Regions from separate parts of the Ovis aries genome. Here region 2 is linked to region 1. A link is a contact called in public Hi-C data. All regions are on one chromosome and are shown on one strand. The core of a region is the stretch at or near the end of the contact, and the rest is flanking DNA. Distances in the headings are between cores, read along the strand shown.

Region 1 (3,215 bases), core at 394-2,893:
AAGATCTCTGCACAAAGATATTCACTTCAATGATGGTTAAACCAGTGAAAGACTGGAAACAGTCCAAATGTCCATTTGAAGGGGACTGGCCAAGTGAATTATGGTACATCCGCTAAAAGAAACACTACATACAGTTGTGAAGGAGAACGAGGTAGTCTTTAATTACTGACATGCAAGATGTCCAAGACTTATTAAGTAAAATAACCAGAGCAAATTGCATAAAGTATCAATAGCATGATCCCACTTTAAAATATATATATATATATATGCACACACACATATACACATATTAGAGAAATGGCAACCTACTCCAGTATTCTTGCCTGGAAAATCCCAGGGACAGAGGAGCCTGGCGGACTACAGTCCATGGGGTCGCAGAGTTGGACACGACTTAGCGACTAAACAACAACGATATATACATATACACATATACATAGAATGTGTTTATATATGTATAATGCATAATGTATTATATATAATTATATAATGTATAAGTAAATACATACATATTATATAATGTATTTATACTACTAAGTTGTGTCAGTCGTATCCGACTCTGTGCAACCCCATAGACAGAAGCCCACCAGGCTCCCCTGTCCCTGGGATTCTCCAGCCAAGAACACTGGAGTGGGTTGCCATTTCCTGCTCCAATGCATGAAAGTGAAAAGTGAAAGGGAAGTCGTTCAGTCGTGTCCGACTCTGTGCAACCCTATAGACAGAAGCCCACCAGGCTCCTATAAAAACGTATTTTATGTATATAATATCTTACTTGGAAAAATACACAACCATCTCTTAACAGATATTCTCTCTGTAAAAGGGGACTTAAGGAGACTTTCACTTTCCATATTATACACTTCTGTAAAATTAGAATTTTCAGTGATATCATCAAAAAATAAAGAAGTTAAAAAAAGAAGTGTGTTAAGTGCTACAATTGGGAAAGTAGACTGAGCTCTGGGGGCACAAGACACGCACATCTGATGCGGCAAAGGGGAGTCGCAGGAAGCTCTCCAGAGAAGGTGGCCTTAAAACTCCTACCTGGGACTGCCCTGGTGGTTCAGTGGTTAGGACTCCACACTTCGACTGCAGCAGGGGCGATAGGATCCCCGGCTGGGGAACTAAGATCCAGCATGCCACAAGGCACAGCCAAAAGATTAAAACAAAAACAAAACTCCTACCTGAAAATGAACAGGGACTAGCCATGCCAGCGGTGACTCGCGGACAGACAGGACAGCATGAGGCTCAATGAAATGAGTTCAGTCTGGGTGGCCAGTCTTCATTCATTCAACCAGTACTTACTGGGCATCTCTGACGTGCCAGGCACAGTTCTAGGTACTAGAGTTTGCAATGAGCAAACATTTCAGTACAAAACTGACAAAGCTCCATGGCTTTGTCATGGAGCTCACGTTCTAGCTGGAGGGCTGGTGATGAGGTTGCAGAGGTGGGCAGCAGTCAAGTGGTCAGGTTAGGCATGGCCTTGACAGCATTGCTAAGGGCAGGCATGGAAAAATCTGACCGGGAGTGACCGGACAGCGTTTCAATGTGTCCCTCCCGCTGACATCAGATTACTCTTTCTAACACATTGCTCACTCTGTGTCCAGCAGGAAGCCACCAAGTCAGCCCAAACAAGGACAGTGGGGCCCTTGCTGATGACTCAACTGATCACACTGTTGATAACAACCACCTCTGCTGTTTGCTGTCCCCTGAAAGGGCCAGGCGCAGTCTCGCCTCCAGGCCTGATCCTGGCTTGGATCCCCCTCTCCCTCTTCTCTGCTTATCCCTGGCCCCTCCTACTTCCTTGGCAGGAACTCAAGCCCCACCCCTATGTTTTCCAGAGCTCATCAGACCCTGGGCCAATGAGAACTGACCCTGGGGGACCAGTGCCACGGGTAGACACAGGGTCAGCATCCACCACAGATACAATCAGGTTCATCATCTTCTTGATAATCAGCCTCCTCCCTCTGACTTCCCTTTTTCTGCTATAGCAGAAGTCACTACAAACATCAGATAGAGTTCAATCACATGAAGCAAATGTTGGATATAAGCCAGTACATGACACTGTTTACACAGTAAAATAAAAACAAAATTAAAAAACTCTCCTGGATTTTAGACTGGAATCCTTGTTCTGCCTCTTACCAGCTGTGTGACCATGGGCAAGTCATTCAAACTCTCTAGGCCTCGGTTTCCTCATCTGTAAAATGGGGATAATTCTAATACCAACTCTAGGTTTGCTGAGGGTTTCCCAGGTGGCACTAGTGGCAAAGAGCCCGCCTGCCAATGCAGGAGACATAAGAGATGCAGGTTCGATCCCTGGGTCAGGAAGGTCCCCTGGAGGAGGGCATGGCAACCCACTCCAGTATTCCCGCCTGGACAATCCCATGGACAGAGGAGCCTGGTGGGCTACAGCCCACGGGGTCGCACAGCATCGGACACGATTGAGTGACTTGCATATTGCATAGCACATAAGCTAGGTCTGCTGGGAGGACTTGTACACGAGAGGCAGTGTCTGGCATGTGTCGAGTCTTTGGCAGGCAATAGCTAATTCTCCTCTCCTTTGGCAGGGGTGCTGAGGTGTGAAGAGTGCAGGAAAGGGGAGCCCTAGCCCAATCCCAGCCTCACCTCCCACCTCGTCCAGTGAACCCAGTGCTCTGGCCCCACCAGACCATTCCCCTCTTCTCACACCTCCAGAGGTCTTCCCACATTCCAGAACTTAAACAGCCCCCTTTATCTAGAATGTCCTTCCTGACCAGCTGCCTCCTCCATGCTGCCTTCCTTGATTCCCCCACCTGAGGCCACATGGCTTCTTCCTTGAGATGCTGTATTAATACATCTCTCAAGCCTTGAAATTGAGGGACTGTGTGCATGTGTGTGCATGTGTGTGTGTGAAGGGGGGTGCGGTGAGGGGCAATTCCTGTTTATCCCATAGCACCCAGAACAAGAGTTTATAAAAGGTGTGCCCTGGTGGTTTAGTGGTTAGGACTCTGGGCTTTCACTGCCATGGCTTGGGTTCAAAACCTGGTCAGGGAACTGAGATCCTGTAAGCTGCAAGGTGCAGCCAAAAAAAAAAAAAAAAAAGGTAAGTGCTCAGAAAAACACATAGTGAAGAGGTTTACAGGGCAAGACAAAGGGTCTCCCAAGAAGATAAATCAAGAGGTTCAGGTTGGGTGGATGGTACCTGTGGAACCCGGGCATCCACCGTGATACCCTCCAGAGGGGCC
Region 2 (3,391 bases), core at 702-3,201, 48 kb before region 1:
GAGGCTCCGAGCAGATAATGCACCCGAAAAAGTTCTGAATGTGCCAACCCCTGTCAGCTCACTGGCCACATCTGCATTTTCTCTAGCACCTAGTAAGGGACCCGGCAGCACAATAGGTGTCTGGAAATAAACTACTTCGTTCAGCATTTTGAGCTCCTGTTCACTCAGCGATGAAGGAGACGTGGCTCCTGTCCTCTCAGAACTCACAGTGCATGAAGCACATTTTAAGTGGCAAAAAAAAGTATGACAGGTGCTGCCCCAGGGTGATGGGAACACAGAGAAGGCAGGCAGAGGGGCTGCGGGAATCCAGGTGTCACAGAGAATGTTAATTGAATGACCGTTTGCAAGTCAATGGCATACCCTCTGCGTGGTGCGCTGCAGGAAGAGAGGCAGAGGGGAAGAGAAGGGAGTGAGAGGAGTCAGGTTTCTGATCCTATATAATATTAAGTCCTTTTATTTCTCTGTGACTCAGTTTTCTCATCTGGCAAATGGGAAGAAACTATTAGCCATCTAACTCACAAATTCCTACAGGGAGAAAAGTTAGATAAAAATGTAACTGTATCTTGTAAAATACTAAGAACTGTACGGACACAGCAGATGGTGATAAAGAAGGAAAAAGAATGTGTGGTAGCAGGGCGCTGGCCCTACACATAAATGTCATGTTTAAGCCGACTCTTGGGTAAGTATTAACAAGCACGATTGCCTTTTTTCTAGAAAAAAGAGAAGGCTCAGAGAGGTTAAGAGATTTGCCCAAGGTCACACAGCTTATGATCTGCAGATGTGAGATTGGAGCCCCATATTTCTAATACCTGGGGAGAGAAGGGCTTAGGGCAGAGCAGACTTTGAAGACAGAGAGCAGGGATGAATCCCTGCCAAGAGGAGCTAGCTCTTGGCCTTTGGGGGAATGCCCCGCACCTCAAAGCAGCTGGCAGGGCCCCAGCCTGGGCAGACCAAGGCAGAGCAGGTGGGAGGCCCCACGCAGTGGGTCCACAGGGACTTTCTGTGAAAGGAAGAACAACGAAGCTTCTTCCTGGGGCAGGCGGTCATGGGTACTTACTGGCTGACTGCTTAAACCCCTTGGCAGAATGGACGATGACATGGAGGAAGCCATAGAGCCCTGGAGACTCGTCGTCTGCAAGAGAGAAAAGCCCCCCAGGGAAGAGGGTGATGAGAGGCCTGCTTCCTCCCCGGCCTCACCCCTGGCTGGTTGGTTACACAAAGGATGGGAGCAAGTCTGCGCCTTTATCCGACAGCACCACCTGGTGGCCAGAGGAAGAAGCGTCCACAGTCCATTACTCCCCGGAGCGCGAGCTGACGCACTCCCCCCACTCTGCCTCGGCGGCCAGTCCACACCTTCCTCCTGGGCTAGGACTAAGTCCCGATCCCTGGGGGCACTTTCCCTCCTCTTATGAATCCTGCCTATCCCACTGCTGCCCTCCTCAGTCTTGCCTTCCAAAGTGGAAATTAACCAAGATAAGTCACTCTGTGCCAAAGAGTGGGTCCAGCCTTATTTCTCACACACTACTCTAACCCACCTAACCTTGCGCTCCACCACCACCCTGCCCCAGGCTTAAGCCTTCTGCTTCCAAGAACATATTAACATCACAGTCCCAGTGCACCAGGACACCAGATTCTTCTCTTCAGCCAGAGGTCGCCAGGGAGGAGTTGGGCGCCATCCAGGGACTCAGCAGAGAAAAACATCTGTTCAAACTCCCTGTGTATCTGGCAACTGAGTCTTCCCAGCCCAGCGGAGCAGAGGTCAGCTACTGGTAGCCAAGTGACTGGCTAGGTGTTTGTAGAAGGCCCTGGCAATACCCCGGGGGCTTGGACCCGCTGATTGAGCAACCTCGGATTCCAGATCTTACCGTCTTTATTGCTGGTGACAGGAATGTTGTGTACAGTCCTAAGTTTGAAACAGGATCCTGTGAGCACCTGGAGTTCCACCGAGCTCAGGACAAAGGCCTGAAGATCTGTAGGAGGAGCCAAGAGAGAGCGGAATGTCGTCACAGGTCCACTAGGACCCACTGCTCTTCTTTGAGGGCTACTGCAGGAAAAAAAGATTAGCTCTAAGGGCAGAGTTGGTCATTGGAAGAGGGAGTAGACACTCAGCTTGGGAGAGTCAGGGGTGCTGCCAGAGGGGTAAGAAGCACAGGGTCTAATTGGAGAGGTTCATGAATTATGTACATGACAGAAAGACTTTGGGCTCTGGGTCCAGTCCTGCTGACAATTCACTATACATTCTTAAGCAAATCACCTAAATTCTTTGGGTCTCAATTGATCAGTAACATCCGTTAAGAACCACCTGCCCTGGCATTTTCCAGAGTAACTAGGAGGGCTAAAGAGGAGCCAGTGGACATCGAAGTGCTTGGAAATGCAGAAGGCCCTCTCTTGCCATGGACACCAGCAGGGCAGTGTAGAGCAGAGGTGGGGTGTTACCTTTCTTCTGTAGCTTCTGGATTGCTTCTCTCCACTCTGACCTCTCATAGTCTGAGGACAGTAGGAACAGGTAGCTCTGAAGAGAGGAGATGAGAATTCACTGGAATGATCACAGTCAGGCCTAGGACATTTTTGGATTCTGGGGCCCCCAATAAAGCTCCTTTGTACCCAGGCACCCTTACGCTTGGAGAAGGCGGCAGGTGGGAGGAAGGCCTTCCCCCTAGGAAGCCTGGTGATGGGAGTGGCAGTGCCAGTGATGGCCAGCAGAGGGCACTGGCTCTCCATGCGTGGGGAGAGGCAGTCCAGGGCAGGAGCCATGCAGCCTTGTTGGGAATGGGGGTTGGGGGGCACCTGAAACCCTGATTTCCACAGGTCTGGTTCAGGGCCAGGAGCCATAGCGAGTGGGCAGCCCTGGAGGAAGGGGGCTGTCTGTCCTAGCCCCGTCCTTCCTGACCTTTCCATTCCGATTGTGGATCCGAAACGGGATTGTGGGGGAATTGAGCAGCAGTAAGAACTCATTCTCAAACATCTTCTTCTTCAGGCGTTCGATGGCCCGGCTCTGTCCTTTGTTGGCTTTCTGCAGGGGACAGAGGGCACAGGCGGTTCTCCTTGCACTCGGACTCCACTTGTCACCCTGTAGTTCTACATACAGCATTCCTCTGTATAGTCTTTTTTTTTTTTAATATATTTTATGACAATTTGATGTCTTGGGAAGGCCAGTCAGCCACAGAAAAAATGCTCCTCGCAGGACACGCTAATTCCTAGGCCAGTAAATGACTTCCCTGCGAGTGCATCTTTCATGTGCAAACCAGTCAGTCTGGAGTCCACAGACCCTTACCCTTTCCTTTAACACAAGCCAGGATTTCTTCTGCCCTAAGTAACCCAGGGCAACTAGACACCACCACTCTAGCCCAGAGCCTGCTGACTTATTCAGATTTGCCAGTCCTAGGCTGTT

The links. A called contact is a pair of places that touch in the nucleus more often than the background predicts.
Region 2: a contact with region 1 is called in a Hi-C map of liver, with 2.2 times the contacts expected there. The contact joins two enhancer-like sites. A contact is called at or near these places in 8 of 16 Hi-C or Micro-C datasets (blood, hypothalamus, liver and 4 more).

Annotation. Positions count from the first base shown.
Region 1 is chr11:21,697,654-21,700,868 of ARS-UI_Ramb_v3.0, reverse strand. All of the region lies in intron 2 of ABR (ABR activator of RhoGEF and GTPase), which reads right to left. Among named protein-coding and RNA genes, the nearest start is that of ABR, 97 kb to the right of the region's middle. Within about 2 kb of position 1,643, at least 6 of the 54 cell types and tissues checked have an H3K27ac peak or open chromatin away from gene starts, as enhancers often do. A contact at or near this core is called in liver, where this site is marked.
Region 2 is chr11:21,745,886-21,749,276 of ARS-UI_Ramb_v3.0, reverse strand. It overlaps ABR (ABR activator of RhoGEF and GTPase), which reads right to left. Exons shown (of 22, transcript XM_042255476.2): 11 at 2,437-2,512; 12 at 1,866-1,970; 13 at 1,058-1,132. Among named protein-coding and RNA genes, the nearest start is that of TIMM22, 51 kb to the left of the region's middle. Within about 2 kb of position 1,951, at least 8 of the 54 cell types and tissues checked have an H3K27ac peak or open chromatin away from gene starts, as enhancers often do. A contact at or near this core is called in liver, where this site is marked.